2 separate regions of the Mus musculus genome follow, and region 2 is linked to region 1. The links are chromatin contacts, called in public HiCAR-type maps. All regions are on one chromosome and are shown on one strand. Each heading gives the region's core, a stretch centred on a gene start, on an enhancer-like site or on the middle of the called end of the contact. The rest is flanking DNA. Distances are from core to core; before and after follow the strand shown. Region 1 has its middle 120 kb from the start of Gm26685. Region 2 overlaps Gm51669 (a long non-coding RNA gene).

Region 1 (6,214 bases), core at 2,770-5,269:
ATTTGGCTAGGAATTTCATAAATTCATTCTTTTTAATAGCTGAGTAGTACTCCATTGTGTAGATGTACCACATTTTCTGTACCTATTCCTCTGTTGAGGGGCATCTACTCCCTCTCCAGCTCCCAAATCCATTATCCCTGCCTTCCTCCACAGTATCATGAACTCCCACCACTGCTTTGTCCAGTTTTGCCCAAAGCAGAATCGTCTCATGCCCTCTCTGCTTTGCCCAGTTCCAGCATTCCCTCCTCTGTATTCAAACCAGCTTGGCCCCCAGTTCCTTCTCTTGTAACCTGTCTCCAAAAGATTTCTCTGTCCAAGATTGGCTCAGTTTGCTTCCTGACCCCAGTCCTGTCTCCTGAGGGCTCATTCTTCCTTCCTATCACCTGAACAGGAGGACCAGGAAAATGCCCTGCTGATGATGCTTACAAACCCAAGGTTGATCACTCCCTCTACCATAAGCATGTTATGATCAGATGTAAACCATGATCTACACACTGCATGAGCTAGACAGGTAGAAAGCTTAGGGTTGACCATGAAGGAGTTTACAAAGGATTGTCAGTGAACACATGTTAGTGATGTAAAAAATGTATATTATAGGACATTTATCTGGAAGTAAACACATTTTATCTGGAAGTGTGTGACCTCTGGTGGATTAATTCTGTGATTTTGTTTCAGAGTTCTGCTAATATGAGAAAATTATGCCTTGCTAAAGTCGAGTGTATGAAAAACAAACAAAACCAGAATCTCTTGTGTTATGACTGGCCAGTAAAGGCCTCCATGATGGGGACTGGACCACATAGAGGAGAAAGCACAACTGCAGGGTATTGTAACAATCTCAGTGTAATTCATGGTTCATTACCTATCTCGAGAATATAAGTGAACTTCAGTTATTCACACTGACACATAAAATGCAAAATCATATGTTTTCAACCATGATTTCTTTTTTTTATTTAATTTAATTTAATATAATTTTTTTTTATTTATTCACTTTACATCTTGCTCACTGCCTCCCTCCTGGTCACCCTCTCCCCACTCTCTCCCTCATTCCCCATTCATTTCTCCTCTGAGCAGGTGCCCCCCCCCCCAGGTATCTTCCTCCAACCCTGGCACTTCAAGTCTCTGTGAGGCTAGGTGCTTCCTCTCCCACTGAGGCCAAACAAGACACCCCAGCTAGTAGAACATATCCCATGTACAGGCAACAGCTTTGGGGATAGTTCCTGTTCCAGATGCTCAGGACCCACATGAAGGCCAAGCTGCACATCTGTTACATATGAGCGGGAAGGCCTAGGTCCAGCCCGTGTATGTTCTTTGGTTGGTGATTTAGACTCTGAGAGCCCCAAGGGTCCAGGTTGGTTGACTCTGTTGGTCTTCCCGTAGAGTTCCTATTCCCTCCCGGTCCCCAAAATCCTTCCTCCTATTCTTCCTTAAGAGTTCCCAAGTTCCATCTACTGTTTGGTTGTAGGTGTCTACTTCTGTCTGAGTCAGCTACTGGATAGAGCCTCTCAAAGGACAGCATGCTCCTGCGTTCAAGCATAACAGAGTATCATTAATAGTGTTAGAGATTGGTGTTTGCACATGGGATGGGTCTCAAGTTGGGCCCTTATTGGTTGGTCATTCCCTCAGACTCTGCTCTATCATCTGTGCCTGCATTTCTTGGAGACAGAATAAATGTTTGGTTTTGTGGGTAGGTTATTGTCTCTATTTCTCCACTAGGGTTCCTGCCTGGTGTCAGGAGGTGGCCTCTTCAGGTTCCATATCCCCATTGTAGTAAGTCACAGCTAAAATCATCCCCATTGACCAACCATGATGTCTAAAGTCAAATATTGAAAATTCCAGAAACAGTAGAATCAATTCACACTGTTAACAGTTTAGATAACAGCATTTCTTTGATAGAAACAAATCAGGGCTATTGAATGAAAGAAAGGTGTATTATTGGACTGACAAATTAAGAAAAGACATCCACTTTATCTCTTTAGGACCAGGCAGGAAATAGCTTTTATAGAGTCCATAGCACAAGTTGCAAAGAAGAATGCTTAATCAAAATGGTAGGGACCTTGCTATAATTTAGATGTGGTTTAAAAGTGTCCCTCGTAGGTTTGTGCACTGGAATCCTGGTTGCTGATGTGATAAAAGGTGATGAGAATTTTAAGATGGAGAAGTTGCCTAAGGGGAAGTTGCTGTCAGTGCTGACCTCGGAAGGAAATGTTATGGTCCTAAAGGTCCCATTAGAAGCATAATCCCATTATTCCTAAAGAGCAAGACTGACTGATCCCCATTTTCTTTGGCTTCTTGCCTTGACATGTGGGCTCTCTCTTGTGACCATATCCCTTCCCTGTTACTATCTGCCATGAGTCCCTCATTGGAACCTAAATAAATGGAGTTACCCAATTTTGTGTTTTCAGACTCCAAAACTCTTCCTCCAAAAAAATATTCTTTTCTTAATACATTACCTCGACTGCAGTTTTTTTTGTTTGTTTGGTTTTTGCTACATTGATAAAAGACAGACTTCAGCTGGGCATACAGCTTCAATGACTCAGGCTCAGGACTTTAATCATAACTAAAAGCCATCATTGTGAACAAGTGTTACACAAAGCCTGTTTCTCTAGTTTCTAGTTCACTTCAGCTTTCAACTTGCCACAGCTCAGAGCTATATGAGAGGGTCTTAATTAAGGGATTGCTTGAATAACCTAGCCTATGAGTGTGTCTGTAGGTATTTTCTTCATTGATGATTGATATAGTTGGACCCAGCCTAAGGTGGGCAGTGCCATCCTTACTTCCTTCCCAAATTACTTTTGGTCATGGTAATTATCACAGAAACAGAAAGCAAATTAATATAGCTAGTTTAAAGCTTCCATGTTACAACCTATATTATTCTACAAGCTGTACTTATTTTTAAAGTCTAGGAAAGAGCATAGATGCATTCTGATGTTTTTCTTGGTACAGATCACCCTTTGAGATTACAGGAGAACTAAGCAAAGGCATGCTATTATCTTTCTTTATTTGTAAAGTAATATTACATAATTAATTGTATTATAATGCACAAGGGCCAAATACTGTGAGTTGAACATTAAAATTTGAAGTGCCTATCACAACACCCAAATGTTCAAAATTCCATTGTAGTATCTGGGATTTTTCTTAGCCAAATAATGATACCAAAGATTAATGACATTCATGTTTTTATCATTATTTAAGAAACAGACAGTACATAAAATATGTAAAAAAAATAATTTCTCTGGTTAAAAGTAGGGATGGATGGCTTTAATCTACTTCTCTATGTAACCGGCGTAATCTTCATCGTCCCTGGCAGCCCCAGGCAAACCTCCCATGGCTCCAGGGAGCACACTAGGAAATTCCAGGCTTATTATGAAATGCAAGGTTTGTAGTCATGGGGAAACTACAACAGGGAAAAATAATGAAGATATTAGCCAGTGCAGCACACAAAATGCATCGGCTTCAGAGAAAGTTATTCTAGAATTGGACTTGGTAAAATAGAAGCTGTGAGCCTGAGTTGGTAAACTCTAGGCCTTTTCTGATCTAGACAAATTTCTGTTTCTACCACCCAGGAGCCACCAACCAGAGTATTGAGAGCATGAAGGACAGTCATCTCTATGTGTGGAATTTCTCCTCCTACATGCACATACATGTATACATATAGTATACACATGTGTAGTATATTTATACATTGTATACATACATCTGTATCTGTGTATATATATATATATATATATATATATATATATATATATATACTTATACATTTGTGTATATACTATACATATATACTGTGTATATAAATGCATATGTATATATGTACAACATGTATATGCATGTATATGGATGTATGTATCATGTATATATACATATATACGTATATGTAAAGTATACATGATACTAGGAGAGCATCGAGATACTTGTCGTTTAAATACTGTACATGTGGACGAAGCAAACCTTTTAGGGCTGGTCCTGCTCTGTGGCCCATTAGTCATGTTGGAAGAGACCCATACTCTTACTCATCTTGTATGATAATGTTGAACAGGAAAATGTGAACTGTCAGTAGTGATATGTTATGAAGAAAATTGAAGTGAATAGACCTAGGATGATGTCCCCATACTACATGATCTTTTAAACACAATTCCAGGCACTCTGTCTCATACAGTACCAGTTTTTGAATTGATTTTCTCTTTCTATTCCTGATATAAGAAATAAAAATAAATAAAAATTTTTAAAAGACATGAAAATCCATCCATTTGTTTTGTTTCCCAAAGTACGTGAGTAAACACTGGCTTGAATTCTTAAATATCATCTGTTTCAGCACAGTTGTAATTAATATGTTCTAAGCTTTATTGTTTGTTTGTTTGACATCGATACTTTAATGAATCCATTAAACGGTTTAAGTGATACTTATTAGGAATAAGTTAAGTCAAGTCTACTTCCTTCTCAGCCTGTCTTTTCTCCTAAGGATAGGAGTGATGATGGTGTAGGGTGGTGAATCACTAACCACAAGGCATGAGGTCAGCCACATAACAGACTTCCCTATGTAAGTACCTTACAAACCAAATGTAACTAGTGTGTCATAACAATGTGCTCAGAACCACAGGTGATCAGATTAGCTGCTGGGGGCCTTCAGAAATCTTCCTCTACTTAGTCGAAAGCCAAAAATAATCTCTGTGTTCCCAAGAAAGTAGTAATTGAGTCTTTTCCTCAAACATCCAAGACACTGACACTTTACCACTAAATGCATGTCCATAATTGCCCAGTAAGGCTCTGCTCTTAGCTCTTGGGTGTAACCCTCCTAACTCAGATACGATGCAAAGATTTTTATATGCGTGATGTGATTTGAGTGGCACTGAAAATGAAATCTGTTTCAGAGTACCTGAAACTTCACCTTCAGACTCAACCTTCTCCATCTTGAAAAGGTTTTTCTTTGAAAATAAGATTTAAAAAAAAAAAAAGAACCTGTCTAAGCCATATACGAAACTGTTGTGTAGATGGACTCAACCCAAGAGTTTGCTGTTAACCATGGTATCATAGCCCACAGGGAAAAGAATACCAGAGAGGTGCAGGGAGTTGCAGGTAACATTGCAAAGAGAAGGGTTGGAGATTGGCAGGCACTAAAACTGCCTCCCTGCCTTTCCAATTTCTATGATATATCAGTATTGGCACCAAGACTGTGTGCACAATGGTCATGTTTCCTACAGTGCTGACAAATATATTGTGTCAGTTATAACATGTTCCTCGGTTTTCTCTAATGCCAACTATGCCCATACATCAAGTAACTCACTCCCTTGGTCACTGTTATATTGCTGTAAAGAGACACCAAGACCACAGCAACTCTCAAAAGAGAAAGCATTTAATTGGTGGCTTGCTTACACCTTCAGAGGATTAGTTAATTATCACCATGGCAGGGAGCATGGTGGCATGTAGGCAGACGTGATGCTGGAGAACTACGTTCTGATCTGCAGAGAGAGAGGATGGGGTAGAAGGAGGGAAAGGCTGGGTCTGGCCTGGGTGTTTGAAACCTCAAAGCCTGCCCAGAGTGACATACTTCCTCCAACAAAGCCACACCTACCTCAACAAGGTCCCGCCTACTAATCCTTCTCAAATATTGCAACTCCCTAGTGACTAAGCATAGAAATATATGACCTATGGGGACCATTCTTATTCAAACCACCACACTTACTGAGATGAGAAAGGAAAATTCCAGAACTATAGCAAGCATTCCTGGGTGATTCAATCTGTTCTGTGTGAGGCGCAAGCCTCCTGTGCTCATGCTTCATTAACACTGTGTCTTTACCGCAAGGCAGAGGTCCACGTTACCACGCTCAGTGAAACATAGCCAGATCACTTACACTGGAAGGACACAACCATGCTGGAACTCTTAGTGGTGCACACATCTGCAAGTGAAGAACAAGGAATGGAACAGAGAAGTAGATAAATGGAGCAATATGTAGTAATTTTATCCTGTCCTCTCTTCTGTGTCTTTTTTTCAGTTCTTGTGTTAGTAAAGTGAGCTGGAACTGATTCTGTCTGGGACCAGAGTATCTTTCACAGTGGACGTACATGAAATATGGTCCTCAATGCAGGAAACCATCTGCCATTTCCAAGCAATATGGTCAGCACAGCTAGGTCACATGGAGAAAAGGTACAGTGTGGAGGTTTGGTCTGTCATTTGATCAAAAAGCTTACAAGGGAACATAACCACCTGGTTAGCAAG
Region 2 (6,904 bases), core at 3,039-5,538, 420 kb before region 1:
GCACCCTCAATTCAACTTCAGTGAGAGAAATATTTTCTCTAACTGCCTTAGGATTCAAATGATCTTTTGCTATAGCGAATTCATTCCCACAGGATTGAAAAGGCAAGATATCATTGTGTTCCAGGAAAGATATTGTCACTACAGCGGTTGGCAGGCTCTTGTCAAGGCTCAGGGAGTTGCCAGAAGACATGCAAAGGCTGTGAATCAGGCTGACTACTCTCTAGATCCTCAGCCCTGCTTTGGGATTTCAGCTTACACGAGAACTGCTTGGTGTTTAACTCAGGTTTTCAGGTTTGGGACAGTGTTTTTTATGACACATTCTGGGTGGCACTTCGGTGTAGAAGTCCACCAATTTGCTCCCCGAGCCAGTCTGTGGAATTGACTCTCTGGGGAATTGATTGGCTTCTGGTGATTTGACTAGAAACTGGGAATCAATGTCTAAAGGAAATTTCCCATCATGGCCCTGGGCATTTAGACTTCCACATCCCTTTCTTGGAGCAGGTATGTGTGTGTGTGTGTCTGTGTGTATGTGTCTGTAACTTCGTCTTTGTTATCAAACTCCTCATGGCCAGACATCTCATAGCTTAACATGTCAGAAAAAAAAACTTTTAGGGATATTATTAATTTTTAACACAGAAATAAAAAAGTGGTACTGATTTACTTCAAACTTTGTGTTACTTATTTCCTAATCATAAGAGATGCTGATGAAACCTGTCCCAGGTGATCAAGATGTCTATGGGTGACAGCATGCTGAAGAACCTCCCTGGTGGCAGTCACCATCAGTTCAAACACTTCATTTGTTTATTCACCCATTAAACAGATGTTTATATGGCAAATGGTTGGGTGAATGGAGCTATGGCTGCTGCTGCTGATACAGGGGCACAAAACAGAAGTGCTTCATACTTTCTGCAGAGGATTGCAATGCAAGAGTCTGTGAAGGTCTACAAGAAGCTTTCAGTATTAGAAAATGCAAGTTCATCAAATCACCATACCACAGACAGAGAACTGGAAACAGACCTATGGCAGTTTGGCAGTGATGGTAGATTTTTGACCCCAATAAGAAGTCAGCCTTTCCTTCCTTGAGTAAATGATCATTGCTCTAAGTAGCTAGGTAGAAGGAAGAACTTTCTAGAATGTGGAATAGTAGCATAGGAAAGGTCTGTAATGGGAAGGAAACCTATAGAGAGCTGAGGGGTCCATATGATATTTAGGTGGCGTATTGGTAAGATTTGATGCTACCATAACAAATCAAAAGAGTGGGAGAAGATGATGCCATTTGAAGATGGTTTTACAGTTTATGCTCCCCCACCCAGTTGATCCCATACTAGGTTGGCATCATTCAAGAAGGTATGAACCCTAAAAGAATGGAGTCTTATGTTATTGTTTTGTTTCTTTGTCTGAGGATTGGAATGTGGTAAAGGCAACTTGCCTTTGGTCCTAGTTAATTTGAGATGCTTTGAGACAGCTAACAGAGTTACTTGGATGCCATCCTGTCAATGGGCACAGAATGGAGCAGGGGGGTGGGTGTTGGAATCTGGGCTGGATATGGAGTGCTGTGTCATGTAGGAGCTGATGGTAGTGGAGGCAGTGAAGGTAAGTGTTTTCCAGAGATGGAAGAGAGGTTGACTTGTGGCCGCCAAAGAGCAAAGATGAGCCCCAAGGAATTCTGGCGTGTAAAGTACAGGAGAGGAGGAGGGACCACCAAGAAGAGAGCTGAAGGAGGTCACTTCTTTCATGAAAGTAATTTGCTATTAAAAGTCAACTGGAAGATGCTCATTGACAGAAAGGGCTGCCCAAGAGAGATGAGGCAAAGCCCTAGGAAGACAGACAAGGATGGGCTCCAACATCCTATCCCAAAGTAGTTCTACCACATTGCCACTAAAATATTTTGCTGAATTGGTAGTCAAAGACAGGTGTTAGGCATGGGTACAAAGAGGTCTTTATCTTCAGAAGGCCTGCATGATTTGCTTTGGACTTCCTCTTGCCCTAGAGAGGAGATAACTCAATGATCTTGAAAGAGCTGTGCATTTGTACAGAGACTTTCAGCATCAAGAAGGACGTGAACATGGGCAGTTCATCTCCACCATTTCCTTCTTCCAGCTGGTCATCCAAGGTCCACGATTCTCCGTGCCCACGCTTGACTTCAATAGAAAGACTCAACTGGAGCAATTCTTTCTTTTTCCTTTCCATTTGCTGCAACAGAACTATTCTGCCGCATAGAATCCCTAATTTAAATCTCATGAGTCAGCTCTTCCACTAATGAAAGATTTAGCATTTGGGACAGTTTTTGTGGGAACGTTCTGCAGAATGGGAAGTGACAGCTGCCTTATCAGACAGCTAGATTCCAGCTGTGTAAGCAGTCTGGGCCTCAGAAAGCTATCAGAAGCAGTCGCTCTATAGGAAGAAGTCAAAGAACAGCCAATTCCACAAGTATGGGTTTGGATTCTATGATAGGGTGAGAGAATTTCTGTAATTCTGTAATGGTTGTTGGAAAGACTGTTTACAATTCGTTATATATCCACTTGTAGTATGTGTGTGTGTGTGTGTGTGTGTGTGTGTGTGTGTGTGTGTGTGTGTGTAAGTAAGGGCAAAGGCTGGAACCGGCACATGTTCACAGCAGATGACTGTGAGAGTAGATCAGGAAGCATGGTTAGGAGCTTTCCAGGTAGGGATGGGAATACACAAGGCAAAGGCAAAACCAGAACTTCACCTTTGGGAATTGCACGTACTCCAGGCTGGGGTTGGAATGTCTTTCTGTAGAGTTGGGCTTGATTTTGTGGGCAAGGAGAGCCACTGACGGTGTTTGTATTCAAGATGAGAGAGTTCATGAGCTGGAGGGAGAATAGGAGCAATGGGGTAGTTCTAAAGGAGATGGCAATTGAGCAACTGCAGGGAAGGACAGAGAACAGAAAGGGAGGAGCTAAACTGAAGCCCAGTGTGGTGGCTCATGCTGTAATATCAGCACTTGGGAGGCTGGGGCAGGCATATCACTGTGAGTTCAACGTCAACTTAGACTACATAATGAGTTCAAGGCCAACCTGGATTATAAAGGGAGACCCTATATAACAAAACAAATGCAAACCACCACCACCACCACCACCACCAAAGACAGAAGAATAACATAAATATGCTAATACAGTATTTGGAAGAGGTCAGAGGTTGGCTTAGATCCCTATGTGGCATTTAACTCAATTTATCTCATCTCTGCCTCTGTCTCTCATCAACCATGTCTGAAGTTTGTTTATTTGCTTTTTAAAAGAAATAATCACACCAACAAATGTTTATTCTGGTATCTTCTTTGCAGTTTAAAATTTAAGGGCAATCTACCCATCTCCAGGCATGTTTCATCCAGTAAACCCAGGGTTATGTCCTGCTATTGGAACACTGAGAGCCTAGGAAGGCCCATGAGGAGCAAAGACAAAAGCTCTGGATCAGGGTTGCTTTTGGGATGCAGCAGTGGTACACTGGTGTACTATATCAGGAACATGAAAAGTGGGGAGGGAAGGACACGCTGAAGAGACAGCAAGCACGAGAATGAGAACAGAGGGCAGATGGGAGAGAGAAACCAGACAGAGCCAGCCGCACTGGAATCTTTCATTCTGACAGGTCCCAGCGCAGGCAGCAGACCTTCTAAGGAACCACTGCAGCCTGCCTGCAGAGGAGGAGCCTGGCAGCCCAGATTTGCCAAAGACAAATGCTGCTCTGCAGACAGGGAGCAAGGGCACTGCAGAGAGGCCAGCCAGGAGCATGGTGCTGTGCAGAGGGGCATGGGAGGACAAAGGGTGGAATGCAGGATGGGTGACTCACTGAGATCCCTGCCCAGAGCAGGCGTGGCTTCATGGCCACCCCTCGGAGGGGCCTTAGCATCTTCCTTGTGCTCAGGACACGGAAGAAAGCTAGCTGGAGAGTACACATTCTCTCCCCCCCTCTCTCCATCTTCTTCTCCTCTTTCTCCTCCCTTCTTCCCCCTCCCTCACCCCTCACCAATTCCTTCCCCTCTCCTTTTCCTCTGCCTTCTTCAGGAAGGCCCCCCCCCCCACCCCCCGTGAGATTGGCCTTTTAGATATGTGACCTTGGATGAGCCATGTAAGCTTTAATTTCCTTGTCTAGAAAATTGGGGCAGCTCCTAAAACAGCTATGCAGGCTAAATAGAAGATGCTTGGCATTGCCCTTTTCACCTGGGGCCATGACTCAAGCTGTTTTGTTCCTGCAGAATCTGTATGACTTCGTAGTTAATGGCTGACTCATCTAAGGTACCAGTAGCAGCTTGCCTGATTGCCCCTGCCAGGAGAATGACAGAAGATTGCTCAGCCAGGGTGCCCTGCAGCCGTTGCCAGAGGCAGCCAGAGACTGTTAGGTTGTCCTTCTATGAAAACCTACCTCCAAAAGCCACTTGCCTTTCATGGCACATTCACCCTGTGTCCAGTGCCATGCTAGGAGCTGTGCACCGAGGATGCGGAGCTATTTAGCAGGCCTTCCTTCTGACCTGGATGCAAAAGGGACCTTAGCACTGGAGAGGCTAAGATTATAAATCCCAAAGCTCAGAAATAAATAAATAAATAAATACAGGGTCTGTATTTCTGAAGCCTAGGGGCCTTGGCATTGGAATTCTATACCTGTATCAAAGCTGTCATGTCTCAATGACAGACACATCTCATACCAAATTAAATAGGAGACTTGATAAGGGCCTAATATCTTTATCATTTTGTGCCAGGTGTCACACCATGGTAATATTACTATAATCTGATAATGGTAGATGCTGTGAGCTACAATTTTTAGTTGACAGGACACATCCTCTATAAGACATCCCAAGGTCACATGGAAAGGGCTTTGCTTAAAATAAACTTAATTTATTTTTAAGCTTCATACAAGTGTATGTTGCAGGTTGAACAAACTCCACCCATTTCTCCAGCCTCCCCTTTCTTGCTCCTCCCTCTAGTCCTCCCCTTCAACCGCCTAGATAATTTTACTTCTACTCTCATGTCATATATACACAATTTTATGTCCATAGGAGATACAGGAATCACAAACGAGAGAAAGCGTAAGATATTTGTCTTTCTGAGACCATCTTAATTCATTTAGTAGGGCGATCACCAGTTATACCTACCTTCTTATAAATGACCTGGCTTCCTTCTTTGGGATTGAAAAATTCCATTTTTTTATAGGTGTCTCGTTTTGGTTTTTTGAAACTCATTCCGCTATTGTTAGCTAATTGTCTGACCCTGCAACAGAATACTCCAAGAATGGAGTATGTCCCCTAAGAACTTTCTGGCATAAGTTTAAGAGTAAGGATGACCCCACCCACCCACCCAGTCCCTACTGATAATTAGTGTGTACAAACCACAGCATCATAGGGCAGAAGGAGAGAGTTAACTGACCTGGATTGGGGAGCTCCTGGGAGGGTCTGCTGATTTTGTATGGCCAGGCAGCCTTTCCCCATGAACAACAGTGAGCAAAGACTACATATCCCCTCCCCCCCCCACCCCCCCCCGCCCACACCATATTCATTGCTGCTGTGTCTTGACAGCTTAACAGAAGGAAGAGTTAATGTGAGCTCAGAGGGCTTTGTCTGCCATGGTGTAGAGAGCATGAGGGAGCAGAGAATAAGAGTTCACAAGAAACAAGGGGAGCAACAGGAAGTGGCCAGGGGTCATATATGCCAAAGACTCACCCCAATAACTTATGTCTTTCAACCTGGTCCCACCCCAGAAGCTTCCAGAACCACCCTAAATAACTAGTAGAAAACAAAATATTTGTAACATGAACTTGTTGGGGAGGGCATTTTGGATTTAGACTATAGCACTCAACCAGCTCTTCTGCTCTCCTGGGTCCTGAGGTCACACACCCATGTCTCACTGAAAATAGATGACAGAGAGGGGGAGGGAGAGGGGGAGGGAGAGGGAGAGGGGGAGGGAGAGGGGGAGGGAGAGGGGGAGGGAGAGGGAGAGGGGGAGGGAGAGGGAGAGGGGGAGGGAGAGGGAGAGGGAGAGGGGACTGGCAAGAGAAAGAATGCATGTGGCAATTTTAGATCCAAATCTCTCCCTTGTTGGCTAGTCTCTGGACCATCATGCCTGAGACTGGGTTGATCTTACCACTCATTGTCCAGGGATTTGAGAGAGAATCCATTCTCAGAGTGAGAGAACTGTGTGGAGACCTGCATGATTGGCAGGGGACATTTGACATGTAGCAGTGCTGTGGGTGAGGCGAAGGTGGCTTCTCTTCAATGCATGGTTTTACACATTCCTACACTGTGCACAGACTGTTGTCTGTGTTCATAAGGGCTCTAGCTGCAAGAAGAGTCCAGAGTTGAGAGATATGCTGCTAAAATGGCCTCATCACTAGGAGAGACAGGGAGAAGGGACAGGGATGGAAAGGGAAGGGGAAGGGGAAGGGGAAGGAGGAGAAGGAGAAGGAGAAGGAGAAGGAGAAGGAGAAGGAGAAGGAGAAGGAGAAGGAGAAGGAGAAGGAGGGAATGAGAGAGAGAGAGAGAGAGAGAGAGAGAGAGAGAGAGAGAGAGAGAACAAGCAAGCACTCGGGGCTTTACAGAAGCTAGCCTGGCAAGTACTGTACCACTGAGCCCCAACTGTTAGTTTTGAGACACCATCTTGTTAAATGACTGGAGCTGGCCTTGAACTTGTAGTCCTTCTGCCTCAGCTTCCCAGTAGCTAGGATTACATACAGTTAGATGGTTAGATGTCTTTTCAACAAAGTGGCCTGAAATACTTTTATTAGTCAGGAGTTATCACTTGAAATTCCTTAATCATTTGTGCAGCAGATAATCTTTAGGCATTTACTCGTTGTCAAGCACTGTGGTAGACACTAGGATAAATAGCTGAGCAAAATCAGAAAGCATTTCTGCATTTCAAACCTCAGTGTTCAGTGGGAGAGCAAAGAGGCCCAGCTC

The links. HiCAR-type assays count read pairs that join an accessible place to other places.
Region 2: a HiCAR-type map of fibro-adipogenic progenitors shows a contact between it and region 1, with 6 times the contacts expected there. The contact joins two enhancer-like sites. A contact is called at or near these places in 2 of 115 datasets of contacts at active chromatin or transcription factors (the NIH/3T3 cell line and fibro-adipogenic progenitors).

The regions. Positions count from the first base shown.
Region 1 is chr1:164,620,931-164,627,144 of GRCm38.p6, reverse strand. No RefSeq gene overlaps it. Among named protein-coding and RNA genes, the nearest start is that of Gm26685, 120 kb to the right of the region's middle. Within about 2 kb of position 4,019, at least 26 of the 459 cell types and tissues checked have an H3K27ac peak or open chromatin away from gene starts, as enhancers often do. A contact at or near this core is called in the NIH/3T3 cell line and fibro-adipogenic progenitors, where this site is marked.
Region 2 is chr1:165,043,630-165,050,533 of GRCm38.p6, reverse strand. All of the region lies in intron 5 of Gm51669 (a long non-coding RNA gene), which reads left to right. Among named protein-coding and RNA genes, the nearest start is that of Gm51669, 14 kb to the left of the region's middle. Within about 2 kb of position 4,288, at least 151 of the 459 cell types and tissues checked have an H3K27ac peak or open chromatin away from gene starts, as enhancers often do. A contact at or near this core is called in the NIH/3T3 cell line and fibro-adipogenic progenitors, where this site is marked.